Regions from separate parts of the Mus musculus genome. Here region 2 is linked to region 1. Evidence: chromatin contacts called from public promoter capture Hi-C data. All regions are on one chromosome and are shown on one strand. The core of a region is the stretch at or near the end of the contact, and the rest is flanking DNA. Distances in the headings are between cores, read along the strand shown.

Evidence for each region. Promoter capture Hi-C pulls out the DNA fragments that hold promoters and counts their contacts.
Region 2: a contact with region 1 is called in a promoter capture Hi-C map of liver, with 2.5 times the contacts expected there. The contact joins the enhancer-like site here to the promoter of Mab21l4 in region 1. A contact is called at or near these places in 6 of 39 promoter capture datasets (the 3T3-L1 cell line, erythroid cells, frontonasal cranial neural crest and 2 more), 1 of 15 datasets of contacts at CTCF or cohesin (the NIH/3T3 cell line), 2 of 484 Hi-C or Micro-C datasets (embryonic stem cells and nephron progenitors), 2 of 115 datasets of contacts at active chromatin or transcription factors (pancreatic cancer cells and stem cell-derived neural progenitor cells) and 3 of 9 other capture datasets (adipose tissue, liver and pancreatic islet).

Annotation. Positions count from the first base shown.
Region 1 is chr1:93,158,561-93,162,891 of GRCm38.p6, forward strand. It overlaps Mab21l4 (mab-21-like 4), which reads right to left and starts at 2,310. Exons shown (of 6, transcript NM_001159940.1): 1 at 2,242-2,310; 2 at 1,041-1,790. The coding sequence starts at 1,569.
Region 2 is chr1:93,027,765-93,031,712 of GRCm38.p6, forward strand. The region is part of intron 37 of Kif1a (kinesin family member 1A); the gene reads right to left. Among named protein-coding and RNA genes, the nearest start is that of Aqp12, 23 kb to the left of the region's middle. Within about 2 kb of position 1,852, at least 11 of the 459 cell types and tissues checked have an H3K27ac peak or open chromatin away from gene starts, as enhancers often do. A contact at or near this core is called in erythroid cells and liver, where this site is marked.

The DNA.
Region 1 (4,331 bases), core at 1,060-3,559:
CATGGGAAGATAAACACATGAGAAAGTAGCATCTGCCACCATCCTGTGTCTGTCTCCTCCCCCAAAATCAGAACATTCAGTTTTGGCCTCCAAGGAACCTGATGTCCTGATGCTGAATCCAAGAGGATGAGCATCATCTATTAGGGTCTCACTGCCCAGCCATCTTTGCATAAAGAACCTAGCTGCTTGTGACCATGCTGGGAATGCCACCCACCTGGGGATCTGACACCCCAGATAACATGATCAAGATGTCTGGCAAAAGCCTGAAGCTGGGTCCCTGGCACATTTGAAAATACCCAGCCTAGAGCTATTTGGGGCTCAGTGTATCAAGTTAGTGACTCAGCCATAAATTGAAACAGGCACACACACATGCCTGTTTATATAGAAACCTTTGCTCACATGTGTGTACTCACGTGCACATTCATGTCCATTCACATCCCCACACGCTCACACGGATGCCTTTGCGTCCTGACATAGACACGTGGCCAAATCCACACACAACCTGATAGATTGTGACTAAGGCTGAAGAGGGGGGCAGGTGTAAGCACCACAACAGGGTGTAACAGGTAACAGGCTGACTTCCTGGAACCCTGCCAGAGGCCTCAGCAAGCAAGCTGGCCAACAAAACAGCTGGCTTGTCTTAAATGTTAACACAATTATAAAGTGACACTCGTGTAAAGGTCTTCCCCCAAACCACCGTGCAGAAATGGGTCACATGAGACTCACAATCCGCTTTCTCAGAGGTGCTAGGGGCACACAGACCAGAGGTAAGTCTCCTAGTTTGCAGACCCCCCCCACACACACACACATGCACACGCACATGCACACGCACACGCACACGAACACAATGATAACTCACACTTCATTCATATGCACAGGGAAGACACATACCCAGGGACCTGGATGCAGCCCACAGGGGTCAGTCCATACCCTCAGCACTCAAACACAGCAGTCACACATATGTACAGACACAGTTGCTCACTTGTGTCCAGTACCTCCCCACCCCCCACCCCACCCCACCCCCACACACACACTGTTACCTGGTGGAATGAGCCTGTGGTGCTTGCAATGTACAATGGCAGCCACCAGAAGATCTTTGAGGACACACAGGACTTTACTGGGTACAAGGTGGCCACAGCACTTGTCTCTGTCCTCTGAGGAGACACTGAAGATGTCAGCAGTCATCCATGGCTCCAGGCCAGATGCCTCCTTGAGGACACCCAGGCGACAGATTGCAGGGCCATCCCCTGGCTCAGTGGCTTCTGACTCCTCGATCAGGAGAGCCTCCGAATCCACCCCCAGGAGCACCTCCACATCCAGTGGGTCCTCTGAGGAACGCAGGGCAAACTGGAAGGCCTCCAGGTCTCTAGAATAGTCAACAATGAAGCGGGAGTCCAAGGCATGGACGCGTTCCAGCACCGTAAGCAAGATATTCTCCGCTCTCTGGTAGTCCTGGACACGGGGTGACTCCCGTGACTGGATGGCCAACAGGTAGTGATGCCACAGGGGCACCTGCTCCGCCATGTCTGGAGCAAAGACACAGGGAGCAGGCATCTCTGAGCCAGGCATCCCTGAGCCGAGCAGCAGGCAGCAGGGCCCCGCTGGCTCTTGGGGACCGCTCTCGAGCTTGTGTAGACTGGCTCGGAGGAAGAGGTACCTGCCCAGGTGAGGAGCAGGTCTGCAGGCAGGGCTCAGCTCTCCACAGGCAGAGTTCCAGAGTGACAGGCTTCTCGCAGCAGGTTAAATAGCTGAACCAAGGCCAAGGCCTTTGAAGTGGGGTGAGTCAGTACCTAACAATTAAGAGTATCACAGGGGGCTGTCGGAGGAGGAGGCGGAGGCCCTACTCACCACTCTCCTCAGTCTCTACTCCTTCCTGAATCTTGGGCCCCAAACACAATGGCTTAACCCGAAAGAGGGGGTGTGTACCTCATGCTTCACACTCCACCCCAACCCAAAAGCTAGTCACAGTGTCTTTGTGAACTGGGTCTTCCTTGTCCTGCCTCCCTTCTCATGGCTCAGAAGCTCATGGCTGCCAGACCCTGTGTGGGTCCCAGGTCTTGCTCAGGAAGCTTGGGAGAAGAGCCACCCTCAGGTCAGACCTGGGCAGTGTCTTCTTAGCATTCCACAAATACCAGTGTAAATCAACCCTCCTCCAGCGGCCATCCATATAATTGGCCAGCTCAGCCCCTCAGGCTGCCCAGCCATCCTTCCAGCCTCCCTCTGAGAAGACCTAATGCTCACCTGGCCAGGAGCTGGGGCCTTCTAGGAGAAGCAGTCTCTGGCTCTGCCTCACGGCTGGAAAGTCTCACCATACAAACCCCTCCATACCTGCCAGTGGGTGCCCTGCCCGGTGCCGCCTCCCTGCTCAGAGTTGTGCAAGTCCAGACTGGCAAGAAGGAGCCGCCCCTATCGACCCTTGGCCCCTAGAGGAGGCCCAGTGAGAGGAGGCAGTTCAGTTTCTAGTCTGCAAACAGCCTACAGGTTGACAGCCTAGCAAGCGTCATTGGAGGTGCCATCTCTGCAGCCACACTGCGATGGTCTCAAACCCCAGAGAGCAGCATTGAGTCAGAGTTAGCAGATGGCAGGGTAGGAAAACTGCCCTGCTTAGAGGGGCTGCTCAGAGCCTCTGGCGGGGTGGGGTGGGGGGCTTGCAACCTGTGAGCAGGCCTTCTGCTAACCTCCTTGGGTAGAGATAGGCATCCCTGCAGCCTGCCCTGGCTCTGGCGATGGGGATGCCCAGAATATGGCTGCCCAAGGCTGTTCAGGTTCCAGAGGCCTGGCTTCCTCTACCTGTCACACTGCATTTGCTATGCCCTACCCCACAGTGTCCCCACCACTGTGGTCTGTGGGAGGTGGGTCCCACCGCACTATAGAATCCAGCTCTGAAGTCGCCTCGGCAGCCAGGCCAGGAAGTTCCTTCCTTGCTTGGAACCTGGGCTTTCCAGCTTTTCTATGCAGCCTCACCGGAGCCTCTTAAAGTCACCTAGGAGACCACGCCACCCCTAAGCAAGGCGCTGCCTAAGCTTCTCACCCTCTGTGCTGCCCTCCCATTCTGTGACCTGGTATGCCCGGCAGGCCAGAATGCTATCTGTCCTTTCTTACTTAGCCCCTCTGGTGAGGAGCCATAGTGAGCTCTCCATGGCTGGGACAGTGTCATCATTGTCGTCACTGTCCTCCTCCTCTCCCTCCCCTCCCCCTCCCTCTTCTCCTCCATGTATTCCACATCTGGGCTTGACGTCAGCATTCAGAACAGGCAGAATAGATGTGAACAGTGAAGAGCTGGCCCTGAGCTCGGCTTGGACACATGAGGACAGCACAGGGATTCAGTAGAGAGAGGAAGATGGAGTTGGTGGCAGTGTTCGGGACCCACAGGGCGGACCCAAGCCTGCCACCTTGCAGACCCGAGAGTGTTGATATGTAAAACAGGGGAAATGGAGGAGACAGTGAGGTCAGAAGTGGTCAGCGTAGTTCTTGGAGCCCACGGATGTCACAAGGGCTTGGTTACTAAACCACAAACATATTGATTCACCCCTCAGTGTAGCACAGGGACAAGAACACTGGCTCCAGACCTCAGGAATTCCCAAGTGCTCTGGGAGAGGCTGGCAGGGAGGGGGACATTCCAGTCTGAACGGAGTGCATGAAACGGATTTCAGTAAGTATGTGGTGTAGGCTCCACAAGGCCTCGACATATCACACATGTCCCGATGGCTGTCTACAGACTACACGGATGTTGCATAGAGACATTGTGAGTCCCCTGAGCTACCAGCTCTCTATAGCACACCTGGATTCCAGGGCAGAGAGTCTTAGGTCAAGGTACCAGTGGCTGAGCTCCCCCGGGAGGCTCCAAGAGAGCGTGGTGGGCTTTTTCTGGATCTAATGGCTACAGCTGCCTTGGGGACATCATGCTGCCTCTGCCCCAGTCTGCTTGGAGATTCTACCCCATGGTCCTTTCTCTGCCTTCTGTCTGTCTCTTAGGAGGAACCCTGAGGTGGCATCCGGGACCACCAAATAAAGTTTCCAATCCTCACGTCTTGCTCTGGCACAGCAAGTGGCCAGCTGCCAGCCTGCCACAAGGAGCTGGAAAAGCCTGGGCCCTCCTAGCTTTTCTCTCCACACAACCTCACGGAAGTCTCGTAAAGTCACTCAGGACACCCAGCCACCCCTGAGCAAGGCGCTGCCTAAGTTCCTCCTTATCCGGTTGCCTCTCTCCTCCTGTGGCCTGGAGTCACATGCCACCACACTAGGACACAGGCATGTCAAATTCCCAGGCCACCACTTCAACTCTCCACTAGGCAGTTTTGTGCCAAACTCCAGGTTTTGCAGCAATGACC
Region 2 (3,948 bases), core at 602-3,101, 130 kb before region 1:
GGTTGGTCACTGGCCTTAGAGATCAACTGCTGTCCTCTGGAGGTGGGGGGTGCCACACACATGGGCCTTGTGGCTAGCATTACTCTCCACCAGCCATGACTTATATGGTCATGGGACACAGACTGTGATGTCCCAGTGAATCAATGAATGGAGGGTCTGGAGCATCCCTGTGTTCTTTAAGCCTCTGTTGAGAGAATTTACCCTGCCCAAGAGTGTGTGAGCTGGAGGTAGTGCAGGGGGCTGGGGAGGTAACAGAGGAACTGCTACCTTTGTGGGACCCACCAAACGTGCAGGTTGTTATGTGGGACCCATGATGAATTACCATCAACCATAAGGCAGAAGAGCAGAATTAGAGAAGCTAAGGTGGACTACGTAGGAGAGCCCAGGTCACAGACAATGGAAAGAAAGGCCCTTAGAGGCCACAGTGGAAGCTCACACCATGTGGAGTACAGGATCCACTTTGGATCACTGGGCATCGAGTACTTGGGGAAGCCTGCACCTCTTCCACACAGCCTTCCACTCCTCATAGGCTGACATTTAACCAATTTGGAGATGGGGGCCCCAGCATCCCTGGGTCAAACTTTAAGCCCCATTGTGAGGCATCCACAGGATGGAAAGACAGTATCTAGAGATGTGGCTACCAGAAGAATTAAGTAAGGTTGGCAGGGGTTCTCCATGACTGAACTCATGGCTTCAGAAGAAGACAGTGCACACACATGCATCTCCTGCTTCTTGTGGCAGGAGGTCTTTGTTCAACAAGAGGCCTTCTCCAGATGCAAGTCTCCCAACCTGTAGGGGACCATAGCATCTAGTCACAAGGTAGTGGCTCCAAAGAGTTTAAAACCCTACACCACTCAGGAACTTGTTAATATGTGGATTCTTGAGCTTCACCCCAGACTGCTGCATTAGAAATTCTAAGTGGTGTCCCCCTGTGAGCAGAGAATTTCAGTTGACTTTGGCTTTGGCTATGGTTCCACTGCCCATTATCCCCAAATACAGCTTAGTAAGCAGGCCTAGCACAGGGAAAGTCCCTCCATCACAAACTGCTCTCGCTACTGCCCTTCTGGTGTTAACTGAATCCCTGTCTACTGTGTGCACTCCCTTGGTGTCCCCACAGACATGGCATCCCTTGCCCCACCCCCCCCATGGAAGGGATGTGAAATGGCTAGTCTGCACCATGCAGAAGGTGGGGCAGGTCCCATAGGATCCTCAGAAGAGTGGCCAACAAGGCTCCTTCTATAACCAGAGCCCAAGGATGTAACAGTCTGGGCCTTCAGGCAAGATCCTGCTTCCAACTGGCTCACTTGACCTGGAGGGACATCAGGAGACTTACTGGGTGGTTCTCATCTTTCCCCAGGGGACACAACTGCCCTTGCAGGCCTACAGACAGGACAGCCAAACTCCTGTGGTACAGCAATTATAGTGCTCAGGCAGAGGACGACCCATGAGAGGAACACTGCAGATTCACTGTGTAAGTGTTGCCCACAGAGAGGACAGTGGGTGTGTGGAGCACTTCCTCCATCTGCCTCCACTATCATCACAACCACACTGCAGGGACCTAGGCAAGTGATCCCATGCCACCACATGCTTGTAAATTAGGAACACACAGTTTTCCCAGTCTGTCCAGAACTGGATCAGCAATGGGAGCCCAGCTTCAGGTCTAGCTGCTGATACTTCCAAAGGTAGATACACTTCTTGCCCGGCCTCCAGAGGGCGCTGAGAACACCAAGCTCCACAGAGCGCCAGGTCCTACTGTCTGTGATATTGTGAAAGGAAGAGTACACTGTCCCCTAGTCACCTATGACAGACAAGGGATAAAGCCAGGGAGAGAGGTTTCTCACCACAATTGCTTCTCGTTACACAATTTGTAACGGTCACGAGACAGTCAAAAGACCATGAGCTTGCACATGTACTGCTACGAGTATAGCTGCCCAGCGTATCTATTCGACCTACTACTGACGTCTCTTGGTATTGATCATTGTGGCTAAAGATTACTGTTTCAAAATACCTGGTGTGATTTAAAAAAAAAAAAAAACTTTAAAAAACTTCCTCTTGCCTCACACTCTCTAAATACGCCTGTGGGTTACTCTGACACGTGAGTTCCCATACACATTTGTAAATAAATGTTTTCACTCTTTGGCAAAGCTCTCTGCCTGCTGCTGCTGATTATCAAAGTATATTTAAATTGCCCCAATATCTCTGACCCTTAAATCTTAAAGGTATGCCAGCCACAGAGGGCAAACAAAGTAGGTCTCATTGTAAGTGGATTTTCTGAGGCTCTAAATATAAAACTCAAGACCTAAGACTGTGGCCAGAAACCCAGGTGTGCCCTGGTAAGTTTGTTTCTAGAGAGGGAGACTGAGGTCCTCCAAGGAAGCTATCTCACACACTGACTCCCAGTGTGTCATTAGTCCCCAGATTACAATAGGGCAGCTCCTTCCCTCCCGAGGCTTGACTGTTGGCAAACTGAGAGCAGGAGAATGACCTTGAGTCTGACCTTAGAGATTCCGTGCTAAAGGTCTGGTTATGACACAATACACAGTCAAGCACAGATCCCACCTGTAGTGGCTATTCCTGGTTGTCAACTTGACTATATCTGGAATGAACTACAATCCAGGATTGGAGGCTTACCAGTGATCTTAATCTGGAGGCTGGGTGATACAAGTTTCTGACCTGGATCTTGGCATGGAGATCTTGAGGCATAGTGGCTATGAATTCCAGAAGATTAAGACAGGGAGACCACTGAATTCAAGGTCATCTGGAATTAAAGGCGTGGTAGCACACACCTTTAATCTGGGCTACACCTTCTGCTGGAGACCTACATAAGGACATTGGAAGAATCTTTCTTTTCCTTATTTGTTTGTTTGTTTTTTGTTTGTCAAGACAGGGTTTCTCTGCATAGCCTTGGTTGTCCTGAAACTCACTCTGTAGACCAGGCTGGCCTTGAAGTCAGAAATCCGTCTGCCTCTGCCTCCCAAGTGCTGGGATTAAAGGCATGCACCACCACTGCCTGGAATAAGGACATTGGAAGAAGGAAGATTTACACTCTTTCTCTCCTTCTGCCTGCTTGCCTTGTGGGACTGAGCAACTGCTAGATCCTTGGACTTCCATTCACAGCTGCTGCTGACCACTGTTGGGAGTTAGACTGCAGATTGTAAGTCATCAACAAATTCCTTTACTATATAGAGACTACCCATAAGTTCTGTGGCTCTAGAGAACCCATAGTTCCAGCTCTGATGGCTCAAGCCAGATGGTGGCCACATGCAGCTGGACCTTCCCCTAGCACAATAACTGAGCTGCTGCCACCAAAACACCCTGTGGAGGCTGGACCAGGAATCTTAGCAAGCTGTACTCCCAACCCTCCCTGTGGGCTGGGTCCTGATCATCCTGGCCTACTTTCTTCACTCTTCAAGGTCACCATGGCTACTTTGAGGGCTCTATCCTTTGGGGAACCATGAAGCTGAAGCCTGAAGTCTAACCTGGAGACATACTCCCTAAAGGGAAGATCCAAGATAAGCAGGAGAGGAGAGCATCCTAGAGAAGGAAGTGCTGTTGAGCATGAAGCCTGCCAAGGATGTGGGCTGAGAAGTTGGGATGGCAAACAGGCTACAAGGGGTTGCAGACAGCTGCATCCTGAGTCACAGACAATGGGAATGTACGGGAACCCAGAAAAACAGAGTGGGAGTCTACTCAAGATCCATCTGGAAAGTGCTGGATCCCCAGCCCAGCAGAGGCAGCCAGAGCTGATAATGTCTCATGCCCCTGGAAGATAGCCTTTACTCCACGACGTGATCCACATCTGCAGGCCCAGTCTTGATAGTCACTACCCTTGGAGAAGGAAGTATCTGGCCAGACCTACCTTTAGGGAAATTCTGGTCAGTTGCTTAATCTGACCATGAGAGCAATCAAGCCCTTGCCCCCTGGCTCTCCTCTTGTATTCGTAGGACC